Linked DNA regions of Mus musculus: region 2 is linked to region 1. The links are chromatin contacts, called in public HiChIP or PLAC-seq maps. All regions are on one chromosome and are shown on one strand. The core of a region is the stretch at or near the end of the contact, and the rest is flanking DNA. Distances in the headings are between cores, read along the strand shown.

Region 1 (3,790 bases), core at 681-3,180:
AATCTCCCTGGGAAGTGGAAATAATAGATTTTGGGGGGCACATAGGGGGTTGATAGGGATGGGACAAGAGTGATCCAGTGGGGGGCTTGGGGGAAGGAGGAGGGAGAGTACTTGAAGAGACAACAGGATTTGGAGCAGTGAAGTGCAGTGGAAACTCCCCAGAACCTACAAAAGTGACCTAGCAAGGCATCGTAGTGCTGTGAGATACAGAGCATTAGCTGACTATCTTCTACAACCAGGCAAGGCTCCCAGAAGTGGGACTGGGACACCAACCCAGCCACAAAAGCTTCAACCTACAAACTGTCCTGCCAGCAAGGTGTCCTGGGGTTATGTTGGCACAGAACTTGTGGCCAACCAATGACTGGTCCAACTTCAGGTCCACACCATGAGAAGTATCCTACTCCTTATACTGCCTCAGATGGCTCAGAGAGCCAGGAGAGAAAGAAACATGGCTGCCAAAAAAAAAAAAAAAAAGTCAATGAAATGATTTCCAATGATATTCAGTATACTTAAAGATCAGTGCCTAGCTCAATTGTCATCAGAGGGGAATCATGCAGCAACTGATGGGAACAGATGCAGAGACCCACAGCCAAACACTATGTAGAGCTCTGGGAACCAACCCTGCTGCCCCCCTCACTCCCCCCCCCCCCCCGAAGAGGGAGGAGGGTGTACTATCAAAGCTAGAGGGGCTAAAGACTTCAGGAGAACAAGACCCACAGAATCAACTAAGCAGGAATCATATGGACTTAATAAAGAGCCAGAAGCAACAAACATGGACCCTGTATGGGTCTGATCTAGGTTCTTGGCACATATTTTATGGTTGTGCGGTTTGGTGTTCTTGCGGGAGTCCTAACAGTGGAAGTTGGGGGTATCAGTATCTGTGACTCATTTGCCTGTGACCCTTTTCTTCCTACTGGGTGTCCTTGACCAGCCTTGGTATGAGTGAGTGTTTATGCCTAGTTTCATTGTAACCTGTTATGCTGTATTCAGTGATATGGATGATATCCCTGGGAGGCCTGATTTTTTTTTTTTTTTTTTTTTTTTAAGAGAAATGAGTAGATTTGGAGGAGAAAGGAGGTGGGGCGAGATACTGGGAGGAATGGAGGAAGGGGAAATGGCAGTCAGGATATAACATATGAGAGGAAAATAGAAAGATCCACTTAGTGCTCTCTCTCTCTCTGTATGTGCAGGGGCTGTAGAAACTACCTCAGAGTATGGATAGCTTTTAGTTAAATCATTTAAAAGCACAGAATAAAGAGGGGATATTAAAAGATATACGAGAGAAAGACCACTTAAAAGTCACTTTTAAAGGCAGTCCTAACAGATCAAGACTTGGTTATTTGACAGAAACATTTAAAACCAGCAAAGCCCTGAAAAGATGTAGCAAGTTCTCAAAGAGCACACATGTCAAGCCACAACATCCCTCCCAGAAAAGCTATCAAACTGAAGGAGAAATAAAATCTAAGTTTTTCAAGTCAGATAATGATGATACAAAGGCTTGAAACTACCTCTTTCATGAGAAAGATAATCAAATGTGGAAAATTAAATGATTTTTCACTGGCACAACAGACTAAATTCAGATAATTGAACATGACTCGCAGCAGCTCAGGCTTTCATGTGAACATCTAGCTTTCACTTTTTGTTTCCAGCTGAAAAAGGAAAATGACTGGGCCAAGAATTTTGGAGTGCCAACATGCTTCTAACACTTAATAGCTGGTCATCCTGAAGTCACTAGGGGCAGACCGACCTTTCCTCTAGGATAAAGTTGAAGGCTGCTTCTAACGTTCTTAAAGTCAAAGCATCAAAACCCAAACAGCTACCAAAGCATAGCACAGATCTTTCAGGCATGTCGTCTTGGCAAACAAGAGAGCTAACACTCAGCACAACCTGCCTCAATCAAGCCGAGCCTTTTATTTTTTTCTTTGACTCCCTCTCATGCACAGGATCTGAGCCTTGTTTTCCACTCTCTACTGACCCGCCCATCATTCCCTTCCCATTTAAGTCCTTGGCCACCTAAAAAGGACACATGACAGCTGTGTATCTGGGAACTATTCCTCGCATGAGCTCCCACTGGCCAGTTTCCCCTAATACTATATTTTTCAAGGCCCATAAGTGTGGTCGTAAAGATGAAATGGGTCACCCCACCCCCATTCAAGAAAATGAACAGAAAATACTTAAAATGGTTCTTAGCCAGGAGCATTTTATCCCTTATTCACTAGTGGTAAATGAGTCAGATATGAGTTGGCCAAGAAAAGGGCCGCCTTACCCAGAATCTGAGTTTGAAATGAGTCATCTCACTCCAAACACCAATATATCGTCCAAAATAACTGGCAAGAATTTCCTATAAAAAGAATTTGCCTTTGCTCTTTTCCATCCATTTAATTCTGATTTTTTTTCTAATTTTTCAATTTCCTGTGTGATCACAATATTGCATTCACAACAAAAGCCCAGGGGCATTTCCTTTATCTTTGCCTGCTGAGCAGGAAGACAATTCTGATAGCAATCCTTGGTCAATCACTCCATCCCCCATCCCACCCCCATCTCTCCATCATCTCTTCCATGAGGGTCATACACAAATTAACTGAAACACACGATCTGGTTCTAGGAGATTTCTTTTCCTGCTCCTTTGTTGAATGAAATACAAAAACATAGAAAATAGTTCAAGTCAAACCATTTTCCCCCTCACAGGAAAAAAAAATTTCACAATTGGTATACTCTGTCTCAAAAGAATAAACAAACATGAAACTGGGCTTCCCCTCTGCCTTCCTGCTCATCAGGACACTGGTACTCCCTGTATGCCATCAGTGGAAGATTAGAGTCACTGTGGACCAAAGCTTGGTTCATTCTTATAGATTATCAGAGCCAAGCACGTGCTTTACCACAGGATAAGCAAATATGCTTGTAGAGGCAACTCCTGCCAATGTGCCAAGGTTTTTATATTGCTTGGGGTTCACAACATCTCATATTATTGTTAATTATTCCAAGCTCTGCAATTTCATGGGCTGAACTACTTATAATTCACTTCACCCAGGGTGGAATTCACCTCATTTTTCTGTATTAAATGGCTTCTAAAGAATAGCTTCGCTCTTTTATAACCAACACTAACAGATGTTAGTTTCCTCAGTTTTATGGCCCTCAGATGACAGACAACTAACTGGTTTTGGCCTTGGGAATAATTGCAACACCTTTGGATTATGAACTTGGTTCAGTTCTTAGCTGGAAACAGCAGGGAGCTAGTTCATAATATCAAAAATGTAAAATACGTTTTCCCTTTCTCCAGATACTGCAAGAGAATGCCTTCTAATTCAGCAATACATCAATGCTCCCCACACTGAGAGTCTTCTCCTAAAGTGCTTATAGCACGAGAAAACACAGACATACAAGTGAAATCTCTTATTCAACTTATCAACTCTTTGGGCCCAAACAAGATGTTAAATCCATTATACTTAGAGTACCCAGTGACTGTAAGGAATCCAGACTGTTCACACTGGTGCATTTGGGGAGTGACAGGCTCCATGTAATTAGCAGTGCTGTTAACTGGTAGAAGGAGTTGGAGTTCCTTCTCAGAAGCAACTTAAATGTGAGTGTGAGCCTCAGAGTCTCTTCTGTGTCTTGCCTGACACATGTCCTGAGAAAGGATGTCACCTTGCAATCAGCTGTGGAAAACATCAGTATGGCTTATCACACGCAGTACACCGGGCAACTTACATTGTAAGGAACTATTGAGTTAGGTGTGGTCGCCATGATGAGAGAATGGGTAGGAAAATATTACCAACTCACCATGATGTCT
Region 2 (3,807 bases), core at 838-3,337, 150 kb after region 1:
ATGTGCTGGCATTGCAGGTGGCCAAATCACCTTTATCATTTATATATTAATCTGCACTATTTTGTTATGGCAACAGAAAATGGACTAAGAAGAAAAACAATATCACACTAAACTCTAGGGATGATAAACTCGTCTCCCACCCTCCTCTTAAATCAGTTATACTTTCTCTAGCCCTTATTATAAGAAAAAGAACTGTGCATGGGTCATAAAAATAATCAAACACTGAAATGAAAAGATCATAAGTTGCTAAATAATTTTAGAATGGAGAATTCATTTAAAAAAATCACGATAAACTCACTAAAAGTCACTGAATGAAAGAAAGCGAATACAAGGCAGGAAAATGCAACACACACGCAGAGAGCAGAGACATTTCTAGGAGGGCTGCCAACATTATCTTCTTCCCTCTTAGAGCCAAATATCAGAGCAAGGTCTGCCTTTTGCTTTATAACTTTCTGTAGTAACTACTGTCATTATGCTTCAATTTTAATAATAATAAAAAAGCTGTCTCATGTAAAAGGTAATGTTTACATAGTATGGAAAAATATGACCAACAAACAATATGTATTGAATGTTATTATGAATGAAATAAAAAGATCCCTCAATGATAAAGCATATTTTACCTTTCTACTCTCTGTTATAAGGAAGTCACACATCCATGTGATGATTGTAGAAGAAAGACAAATAAAATAACTTTCCTGTATCTGCTAGGACACTTGGAAAGAATCTATACTCCTTGAAATACTAAAGGATATTTTTTCCCAAAACAAATTTATTAATTGTGTCTAAAGCTTCTATGTAAAAGGTCATATTTAATTTACAAGTATAGAAACTAATTATCTAAATGATCAGCTAATATTCTGGAAATGGTGAATAAATCGGGGGTCACTTAAATATGTAATATGAATATTAGCCTACCTTCTCAATAGATTCGCAAGGGTCCTTCAAGTTATTCATTCAGAAAATAACCTACTAATTCCCAATGTCCTTAACATGGCAATGACACCATGGTGGCCCCATTATTTCAGTTCATAGGCCAGTAAATTCTCTCTCCTGGCTCCATTTCATTTTAGGTCATGATCCATTCCTGATGATTTTATTTTGAAAAATTACTCAAATTTGTGCTCTTATTCTTATGTCCACTCCTTGGATATTTTGCTTTGCTGTCTTATGATGCAGAACCTTGCACACAGGTACAAGAATTCTGCCAAGAAGCCACACACTCAGTCCTTCCTTAAGGATGCTGCCTTTGTAGGAGTTGGTACCTTGCAATAACCATTCAGTATCCCCATTTTTTTCACTTTCTGATGCAAGACATTAATAAATTTTGATTCCATTTCCACTCTTCCTTTTAGACTGTCAGTAGGGAAAGCATCCCCTTCACAATTTTTAGGAAAAGTAACTAATCTCCCATGACCGCATCATCTTTCCAGAGAAAACTTGAGCTGACCTCCCATTCATTGACCTGATTTAATTTCACAGCACAGCATTCAGCCACTACCATGTCCAGTTTCCCTATACCTTGCTTAGATTTTTAGGCCATTGTTACATTTGCTTCTTTCCACATACGGTCACCCTGTCCTTTCTTCCTGCCCACGCCACTTCCCCATGTAATCACTCACTCTGTGGGAACAAAGTATCAATCATTTTTCAAAGTTCTGGAGACTTCCTGGCTGAGCTCTAGCAGGGCTTTCTTGTGGTCATTGCTTAGCGACTTCTTACCACTGTCTCCACACAGCCTTTCTCCCGGGTCCTAACAGCAGATAACTCTGGTGTCCTTTCCATTCAGTAGAGGGTACCAGCCCTATTGGGATAAGGTTCTCAGAACCTCATATAATCTTTATTACTGACTTATGTCCAGTGACTGGGAGCTAAATTTTCAACACACGATCTCTGAAGAAAAACATACATCCAGTCCTTTACACGTTTTCAATCATGTTGTCCCATTCCCCTTCTTATGGGCTCAGGCAAAATTACAAGTCTGATAAGACACAACTCACACCTGCTCTCTCCCAGCATCTATCTAAGCACACATAAAAGCCAGATGTCTGCTTGTCCTTTAAAGTTATAATCTTCAACTCCAAGTACATTCCTCAGGACGGCTGGAAACCACAGCACATTCCTTTATCAATGAACCAACTGTCCATGACTCATATGAGTCAGTCTAGCTGTTTTTTTTTCTTTTTCTTCAAATTTTCAATAACCCCTTGCTAACTTTTTTAACTCCAGCTGAGAAGTTGTTCTGATTTCATCTAGAAGAAGAAAAGCAAGTAGAATAAAATTTTCACATTCTCCAAGTGATAAATCTGCTCACCTCCTCTCAGCAGTCTTTGCTGCTGACCCTTCTATCCATTTCCCTCCCACTCCTATCCAGGCACAGCTGACTGTAGCTCTCCTTCCTCTTTGAGTTTCAACCTTTCGATACTTGAATAATTTCAATTAGAGAGATTGTTAACTTTCTCCTCGTAAAGAAACAAGAGAGTAAGTTAAAGAATATATTTATCTATTTATTTTATTTGCATTGCCCCCCTCCACCCCAACCCTATCCTCCTCTCCTTCCAGCCTCACTCTTACAAATCCCTCCCCCCATTACCTCGCCTCCTAAGAGAAGGGAAAGCCTGCCATGGTCATCGTCTCACTCTGGGACACCCAGTCGCAGTGGGACTAAGCTCATCCTCTCCAACCTGGCATTCCAATTAGGAAAAAAAGGATCCAAAGACAGACAACAAAGTCAAAGACAGCCTCTGCTCCAATTGTTAGGGAACCCATATGAAGACCAAGCTGCCCGTCAGCTGCGAATGTGTAGGAAGCCTAGGTTCTGTCCCTGCATCAAGAGACAGATATATAATAGCCAATATGATGCTAACAGGAGTTGAGACTTTAAAGGGGAATTCATCATGAGGGTTCCTCCCTTTTAAAAGAGACTAACTTCCTGTCTAGAGAGGCTTCCTGTAGCCATCATGTAGGGCGGTGGGCTGTGCACATACAGCCTGCTCCCTAGTGGAGCAAAGGTCTGGAACCCCAGAAAACACATAGGAGCAGCACCAAGCCCTCCCACATGAAAATACGGTTTCCCCAAAGCTCTCAGACCAAACCAATGAGAATCTTACTCATCCGTAAACTATATATTCTATCTGGGAGGATTGGGGGTGCAGGAACTACATCTGAGCTTTTTGTCCTAAGAGCTGTAACACTTGGGAAGAGATCTGCTCTCCTGAAGTACCTCCTGAGGCACTCCTCACTGGCTAGTCAGCCTCTCCTCTGCCTAGCCCAATCTGACTCAGTGCAGGGTGACACAGAGTTACTGAGTAACCTGGAAGGCAAGGCAGAGATGGAGGTGGAGCTATAGCGGAAGGGCAGAACTAACTTCCCCTCCCTACCCCACTTGCTTCCCCCATTCCTCTGTAGCTTTGCGGGAACCTTTGCGGGAACCCTCGCACCAGGTCCGGCCAGAGTTCTCCACGGAAAGCCTCCGGTACTCAGGCCCACACTTCAATGTATTTGTTCCCCCTTCCAGCATCTTGGAAGCAGAAGGCAGCTCAACTCAAGGATGACAACCCTTGGACTGACTTGGGCTTCCAGGACCTCAGAGCTAAGAGAATCTTGCGTTAGCAAAAGCAGAGGAAGATGGTTTTACGTTTTGGGTGGGCACTATTTCTGAGTCATCTCCATTTGTTCTGATGCGTCACTTAAGGTGATAACTGGACTTAGTTGCTTTGATTGGCTTTGATTATTGTGATGCGTTATGTATAATATCCACACAAACCATGCCGTCTTCTTTCTGCTTGTCACCTTGTTCTCTAATCTGAT

What was found. HiChIP or PLAC-seq counts read pairs in DNA pulled down with a chosen protein or histone mark.
Region 2: a contact with region 1 is called in a CTCF HiChIP or PLAC-seq map of the NIH/3T3 cell line, with 11 read pairs. The contact joins two enhancer-like sites. A contact is called at or near these places in 1 of 15 datasets of contacts at CTCF or cohesin (the NIH/3T3 cell line), 1 of 484 Hi-C or Micro-C datasets (cortical neurons) and 1 of 115 datasets of contacts at active chromatin or transcription factors (embryonic stem cells).

Annotation. Positions count from the first base shown.
Region 1 is chr12:34,074,076-34,077,865 of GRCm38.p6, forward strand. The region is part of intron 27 of Hdac9 (histone deacetylase 9); the gene reads right to left. Among named protein-coding and RNA genes, the nearest start is that of Gm40384, 11 kb to the right of the region's middle. Within about 2 kb of position 1,931, at least 76 of the 459 cell types and tissues checked have an H3K27ac peak or open chromatin away from gene starts, as enhancers often do. A contact at or near this core is called in the NIH/3T3 cell line, where this site is marked.
Region 2 is chr12:34,222,609-34,226,415 of GRCm38.p6, forward strand. All of the region lies in intron 19 of Hdac9 (histone deacetylase 9), which reads right to left. Among named protein-coding and RNA genes, the nearest start is that of Gm51984, 9.4 kb to the left of the region's middle. Within about 2 kb of position 2,088, at least 33 of the 459 cell types and tissues checked have an H3K27ac peak or open chromatin away from gene starts, as enhancers often do. A contact at or near this core is called in the NIH/3T3 cell line, where this site is marked.